2 separate regions of the Ostrinia nubilalis genome follow, and region 1 is linked to region 2. Evidence: chromatin contacts called from public Hi-C data. All regions are on one chromosome and are shown on one strand. The core of a region is the stretch at or near the end of the contact, and the rest is flanking DNA. Distances in the headings are between cores, read along the strand shown. Region 1 holds the start of LOC135087690 (DNA-directed RNA polymerase II subunit RPB2). Region 2 holds the start of LOC135087683 (zinc finger CCCH domain-containing protein 13-like).

What was found. A called contact is a pair of places that touch in the nucleus more often than the background predicts.
Region 1: a Hi-C map of whole body shows a contact between it and region 2, with 4 times the contacts expected there. The contact joins the promoter of LOC135087690 here to the promoter of LOC135087683 in region 2. A contact is called at or near these places in 2 of 5 Hi-C or Micro-C datasets (both in whole body).

The regions. Positions count from the first base shown.
Region 1 is chr3:5,567,142-5,570,878 of ilOstNubi1.1, forward strand. It overlaps LOC135087690 (DNA-directed RNA polymerase II subunit RPB2), which reads right to left and starts at 2,164. Exons shown (of 1, transcript XM_063982438.1): 1 at 1-2,164. The coding sequence starts at 2,037.
Region 2 is chr3:5,403,112-5,407,124 of ilOstNubi1.1, forward strand. It overlaps LOC135087683 (zinc finger CCCH domain-containing protein 13-like), which reads right to left and starts at 1,731. Exons shown (of 9, transcript XM_063982430.1): 1 at 1,066-1,731; 2 at 1-31. The coding sequence starts at 1,625.

The DNA.
Region 1 (3,737 bases), core at 914-3,413, 160 kb after region 2:
AGGGCTCATGGCAATCATGACTGTCTCCTCTTCCAAAGTATCAATGTATTCAACAACACCACTTGCAACTAAATTTTGCCAGCCATAATTATTGTAATCTCTTTCTTTAAGATTGTCAATGTGCTTTTTCTTTAAAAGTAGAGCTCCATTCTCAACAATCAGCAATGGACGACATATTCTACCCGCATCTGTATAAATTCTAATTTCCCTGTCTCGAATATCACGAATCATGCTCACTTCTGAGACAATAATATCCATCTGACGTCTTAGTTTTCTTAGAGTGGCCATAAGTTGTTCAGGATCTCTATGGATACCAACCCAGCAACCATTGACAAATATCTTTGTTGCATCAGCTATGGCAGATGGTGCTATTTCTTCTAAATTTTCCATAGACCACTCTTCCAAGAACTCCAATATAGGTGATGGCTGACTTCCAACAGATATGTAAGCCATCAATGCCAGATTCTTCACCAGACCTACAGCAGCACCTTCTGGTGTTTCAGCTGGACAAATCATTCCCCAAAGTGTATTGTGCAACTGTCGGGGCTTAGCTAGCTTACCATCTCGACCAATTGGTGAGTTGACACGTCTTAGATGAGATAATGTTGAGGCAAATGTCAACCTGTTCAACACCTGTGACACTCCAGCTCGAGCTTGATGAGCTTTCTTTTGATCACCCCAATTTCCTGTAGCTAGAGAATATCTCAACCCATCAGTGATAATTTTAGTTTTTATTGCCAGCTCTAAATTGAAATCTTTTCCTCTATCAATGAATTTTTGAGCATACATTCTTACTTCTTTCAACAAGTTCTTGAACAAGCCTCGGAACAAAAATGCCAATAAAGGCCCAGCCAAATCCAAACGTTTATTTCCATAATGATCTCGATCATCCAGTTCTCGGCGTCCCAATGCAGCCAGAAGTAGTCTGTGAACCATGTATCCCAAGAAGTAAGTCTTTTTAGTCTCACAAAAATCAGAGACTCCTACATGTGGTAACATTTCTTTTTGTAAAATTTCTCTAGCATACTTGATACGCTTTTCTTTAGTGACACCTGGTCGGGCCCCACGAGCACCAATGAAGTTGAGTGCAACGTTTTGTTCTTGAATAACAAAAGCCTCATCTAATGAAGGTTTCACCATCTCCATCATTTCAGGATCATCAAAGTCATAGATAATATGTTCCAATATATCTCTGTCTGCTACAAACCCAAGGGCTCTGAATACAATCATGATGGGTATTTCTTGTTTGATGTATGGAACAATAGCAATGATTCTTTGACCAATAGCAGATTTCTTTATACTTTGCCCTCCTCTGGCCATCATGTTCACCCATAAAGTTGAGGTAGGTCTTGAGCTGTGTTCAAGACATGACCTAATTTCTGTTTTGTAAGCAAACTTTCCATCTTTCATGCTGAAGACATAAACAGTATTTGTGGCCATCTTTTCCTGTGCAATAAGGACTTTTTCAGAACCGTTGATGATAAAGTAACCACCAGGATCTAATGGACATTCATTCAATTCAGTCAAATCTCTGTCAGTTAGATTGCTAAGTAGGCAATAAGTCGAACGCAGCATAATTGGGATTTTCCCGATAAAGGTTTTTTGATGTTGCGTTTCAATTGGATCTTCATTCTCTTTTACAATGGTCTTGGTTATATCAACGTAAAGAGGAGCTGAATAAGTCAGATTCCGAAGACGTGCTTCATTAGGCATCATAGGCGAAGGAGCACCATCTTTTTCCCAGTGAGTAGGTTTGGATAAATAGATTTGATCAAACTTTAGAAGATATTTAGGAGGGGTCTCTATTTCACCAGACGAATGTTGAGCTTCTGCTTGTAGTTCAATTGGTGGAGAATCTTCTACTATGCGCTGCACAGACATTTGAATAAATTCATCAAAACTATCAAGTTGTTGACGAACCAAACCCTTTTCATCGAAGTACGCGTTGATAACGATCCAACAGGCTTCTTGCCAGAGCTCAGAGGAAATTTCTTCAACATCTTCTTCTTCATATTGATCATCTTCAGTATCATACATGATGATATGGAGAACTGAATCTCCTGAATTGTGATATTTGTGGCAAATTCAATAAAAAATTCGACGTCGACACAATACCTACCGCAACGCGAGGATTGCGGCGAATTCTAAAATGGCTGCTGTCTTTGGGGATACCAGCCCAAAGAAAGATTTTCCTTAATTTTACACAAAATTATTTCTATAAATATTGCGGTTACCAAAAATAACTAAACCTATTTTATTTATCTTCGAAATAATTACAGTCCAAAATAACTACTATTTTATTAAAATACCTAAAGATCGCTTTACATAATTTTAAATTTATTAAGTACTTCATTCATATTCGTATTGATATGGTTCATATGGTTCGATTTCGATACCACTGAGCAGGTAATCACTTTGTTTGATACCACTCGGGCTTATAGATAACCCGTAGTTTATGTTTATTTTAGTTTTCCACTACTGACTGGCTAGCGGATCACCATTGACAAAGGCCGCTATTTTTCTAGTCACTGATATGAACCTCCTCTGTTGCAAATTGTCTATGGTACTTTAAGAATGATACAAGTGACATCTTTGTGGAAAATATCTTGATCTTAAAATAACAGAAATGTAGCTCATTTATTAAGTTGAATAAAGCCTAGTTTCTGAAGGCCGTATCTTTCCATTTGTAACAATTTATTCAACTTAATTGTGACAATGTCTCATAACGAAACTGTGTCGTCGAGTTCCATCACGAGAGGTTCTCGTTATCTAAATCCGGAAAAATTTTCAACGGATCCAAGTACGCCCGGTGCAGAGCTCCAATGGAGTCATTGGCTGCATACATTCCAAAACTTCATATCAGAAGAGATAAGTAATGCTAGTCCTGACTTAAAATTAAAGCTACTTATCAACTATTTGGCGCCTGGAGTCTTTGCTATAATAAAAGGATGTGCCAGTTATGACGAAGCAATAGAATTACTTAAAAAATCATACGAGAAACCTCGGAATCGTATTCTAGCTCGGCACATCCTCTCAACAAGACAGCAAAAGCCTGAGGAATCTATACGTGATTATGTTCGTGCCTTGAAACTGTTAGCCCAAGATTGTGATTTTCACGCTGTGACTGCCGAACAAAATCAAAACGATTTCATGTGTATTGCATTCATATCGGGTATCAACTCTCAAAGAATCCGTCAAAGACTGTTGGAAAATTTTACATTGTCATTCGATGACGCACAGAACCAGGCACTGACACTTGAAACCGCCGAAAAAAGTTTGCACTCTTTCTCAATTTCATCTAATCCGACCTCATTGCTTAACGCTATACCGGTTCAACCAGAACAAGAAAAGGAGGTCGATGATAATTTAGCCGCTGTTAATTTCGGTCATAAAAAAACGTCGATGTTTTTTTTGCGGTGGTAATGTACATCAACGTATAAAGTGTCCTGCGTTTCATTCGCAATGCCAATTATGCTCCAAGAAAGGACATTTTGCAAATGTATGTCGGAGCAGTGGTGGAACGAGTCCTAAAATGAATGCTGTAACTCAAGATACACCTACGGAGGCAGCGTCGGTAATTGCAGCCGCTCCAGGAAGTCTGCGAAAAGCGACTATCCCCATAACTATTAACGACTACCTTGCAGACGCACTCGTTGACACAGGAAGTTCAGTAAGCTTTATTGACAAAGGTTTGGCTGAAACATTAAAACTAAAGAAGAAACGTTGCAGTCAGTCTA
Region 2 (4,013 bases), core at 481-2,980:
TTTGCCTTTCTTACCTTTCCTTCTAGCCTCCCTGGAAATATAGAAAAATAGTAAAAAAAGGGTAAACCATACCATTTATATGCATAATTATGTTAACATGGGCTAGTATCGGCTCATAAACCTATTTACCTAACACTGTATAAAAATAAAATAAATATAAAAGAAAAGAAGTTTGTAAAGAAAGTTCAAAAACTGCCTTCAAAAGTGGCAGAAACTGCAGTTCCCACAGCAGGAACCTTGCTCACAGGCTCCACTTATTGCCTGTATTCTTATAGTTTAATTTTTTTTTTGCCTGGAGCCTCGTTGATTTTTTGGTTTGTATGTATTGTATAACCCTTGAGGTCTCACTCAAGCCAGTAGCTTGTAAACTCTTAAACTTACAGGGCAGTGATATTTGGTTGATTTTTGTAACTTTCAATGAAAGTGGTATAAAGAAACTGACCTTTTACTTGTTGTTTTTAAAATGATTTCAGTTTTAGGTCCATATTGTAAAAATCACTAGAGCATGACAATTCAAACTAATCTCAAATCTATGATTGGTATCAATATTCAAATTAATCTAATCACTATGCTCTATTTTAAGTTTTGATAAATGTTGTTTTAAGGGGGAGCTAACATTGTCTCACACTTCAAGGAAGAGTTCCCCATCTCAGTCTCATAATCATTATTGAAATACAAGTAAAAAACTGTTTATATGAGCAAGTAGATCCTTGTAGATCCTAACCTACACTCAGTATTTTATTCACCATAAACATGCATGATCTAGGTTGAACCTTGAACATTCGCCTTAGCAAAATCAGTCATTCAAGTTTTTAATAGATAGGTACTTAATATCTTAGGAAGTGTCATCAACATGAAATGTTGGTCACCATGTATAACTTTCTCTATCATAAAATCAGAACAGAAATCTTTTGTCCTGTTTAATATCCTACACTCTGACCTTTACAATAAAGTTCTAAGTGTTGTTTTTCAGTTTTAAGTTGTATCTTAGCTTTTTAATCAAGTAAGTAAAACTACAACAGACAGCAGATTATAGAAGCAATTTACTTCAGTCCATAATCGTACCTGCCAGATGAAGATGATGACGTGCTGCCATCTGATGACGAGGATGATATGCTGGAGGAGCTAGAACTCCGTGACGATGAAGTACTTGAAACAACTTTCTTTTTGTCTTTACGCATGTCTTTACTACAATCCATTTTCATTTGCAATTCCAATTCTCGTTGCAACTGCTGTCTCCTTTTTTCGAGGACGTCAGTATCGGCGTATTCTAAGTCATTTTGGTCCCAGTTGTCAATTTCGCCGTCTGGACTACGGCCCGAACGCACTACCACGGTAGAATGCAGTCTATTCTTGCCATCGTCTTTCACCAAACGCTTTTGTTCACTGTCCTTATTGGCCGCACGCTGCTTTGATGGGCTAATCAATGTATGTGTGGCTGCAAATTTACAACTTTTACCGTAAGCGCAATTACCATGCTGAGCCCACTGTCTACAATGTTCAGTTGTTTTTTTCACACTCGCAGTTTTCTTAGTACCGAGACGCTCAAAAACGCTGGGTCTATTCGATAGGTCCTTGGTTTTCGGTAATTCCACGGTGATTTTTCTTTTTCCTTGTTTTGACATTATAGAGGAAAAACATTTGTCTCACAATTAAAACTGAAATCGATCACAAAAATAAAATTTTGTCACCGGCACAAAGTCCGCCATTGTTAACCACAGATAACAAAGAACACAGGTCACAGACTAATAAAATTTTAAAATAGATGTTGTCAAAGAGTATATAAAATCTTGTGCGTAGGTATATCCGATGCCGATACTATGGATCACTGTCGATACGGACGGAAGATTTTGGTTTTTAAGCCGTTGAGTGTATGTTTTTAAAGATTGTCTAGCGCAAATCACGCGCTGCTGGAGACCCGGCTGAATGTTGACATGGCATGTTTTTGTTGATTATGTAGGGAAAGAAGTGATAGAAACCCGGTTAAATAAAAACTTATAGCCTGACCAGGAACATAAAAACCCTCGCCATGTTGCGGAAAACTAATGGTACTAATTTCTTTTAATGGCAACAGTAACTGAAAACTTCATTGACATGTCACCTTGCATGTCAGTCTATTGCTGTCAAAGTGTAAACAAACTTTATTTTAAATGTGCGCAATTGATTTTGTGAATTAAATTGCTAAAATCTTTTTACAGTCGTGAAAGAAAAGTGGTTCACAATGTGTTAAAGTATTTATCGAAGAGAAATACTAAGGGTTCGGACAATATTTTCATTGAATAATGTTTCCGACAAAGGTTGTCAAATTGACTGACATGTTTATCGTATAGTACAGTCCACTATGAAAATTAGCTGTGGTTTGTTTCAAATACCTATTTTAAAGTTTTTTGTCACTTTCTAAGTGTTGAATTTTATGGAATTGGGAAAGAAGTACCGAGTTTGAAGCGTTCATGAGCAGACATTGCAGTTGAATATTCAAGTTCTGAATTTGATTATTGATGAATAATAAAATAAATCATACTAGCTCGATTGGTGGTTTCATTTAATTTATTTAAACCAGATTACCTATATAATCTTTATTCGTTAATTTATGAAAATATCAATTAATTAGGACGTAATCCTGAATCCTGATACATAAAGTTAGCCTATTAATTTAACACAGGTACGACTGTACTCAGTGTTGCACTATCAAATGCAATTGACGCGCCTCTATGCCAGGGTTTTTATGTTCCTGGTCAGGCTATACTCTCACACTTCATTGCATGCATGCGACACGTCACACCCGCATATACAGTGTGAGTCACGTTAAAGTGTACATATGAAAATAGATGAAACTAGACCTATTTTTATAGACAAAAAAGAGGTCAAAAAATTTTTGAGATTTTTTTTAAATTTTTTATAGAATTTTTTTTCTTCCAATTACTTATTGTAAAGAAAACGTAATAACTTTTAAACTAAGCGGTATATCCTGATAAAATAAAAACAGTAATAATGCTAAATAATAGGCGATATTAAAAAAATACATAAAATACACAAAAAAGGCCAACAAATAATAAAAAAATATACTTTTTGAAAAAAATCTGCTTTTAAATTCGTGTTTTTTTGGTTATTTGATATATTTCTCCAAAAAATGCCCCTATAACCGGTGGTTTTTATTACTTTGTATTATTCTCTATCGTATTACCTTCGTAAAACCAAAAATTGCATGTCTCTATACCTATCACAACGTTTGCAATGATCGTTTGAACTAAGCCTCTCCGGGCGCGCCATTCAACGTTTCGTTAACAACGAAACTGAAAATGGCTCTAGATTTGTAATTTTGATAAAGAAAAGTTAGATTTCAAATAAAAACAAAAGATTTCGAAGTAAAATAAGCATTTTAGTTAAAATTAAAATTCTCTCTACCTGTAGCGGAGAATAATGTTGTGGCAGGCCTTTGTTCAAACGATCATAGTAAATGTTGTGATAGGGATAGAGACATGCGATTTTTAGTTTTACAAAGATAATACAATAGAGAATAATACAAAGTAATAAAAACCACCTGTTATAGGGGCATTTTTTGGAGAAATTTATCAAATAACCAAAAAAACACGAATTTCAAAGCAGATTTTTTTCAAAAAGTATCATTTTTTATTATTTGTTGGCATTTTTTGTGTATTTTATGTATTTTTTTAGTATCGCCTCTTATTTAGCATTATTATTGTTTTTATTTTATCAGGATATACCGCTTAGTTTAAAAGTTATTACGTTTTCTTTACAATAAGTAATTAGAAGAAAAAAAATTCTATAAAAAATTTAAAAAAAATCTCAAAAATTTTGTGACCTCTTTTTTGTCGATAAAAATAGGTCTAGTTTCATCTATTTTCATATGTACACTTTAACGTGACTCACACTGTATAGTCCAGTCATTTAAGCTTAAATTAGGTAAGAATCTCGGAATTAGAGATACCCAGCTGTAAGTCTGTAAATACTTGTATATTGACACCCTAAAAGTTGTCTCAAAACCTACATAT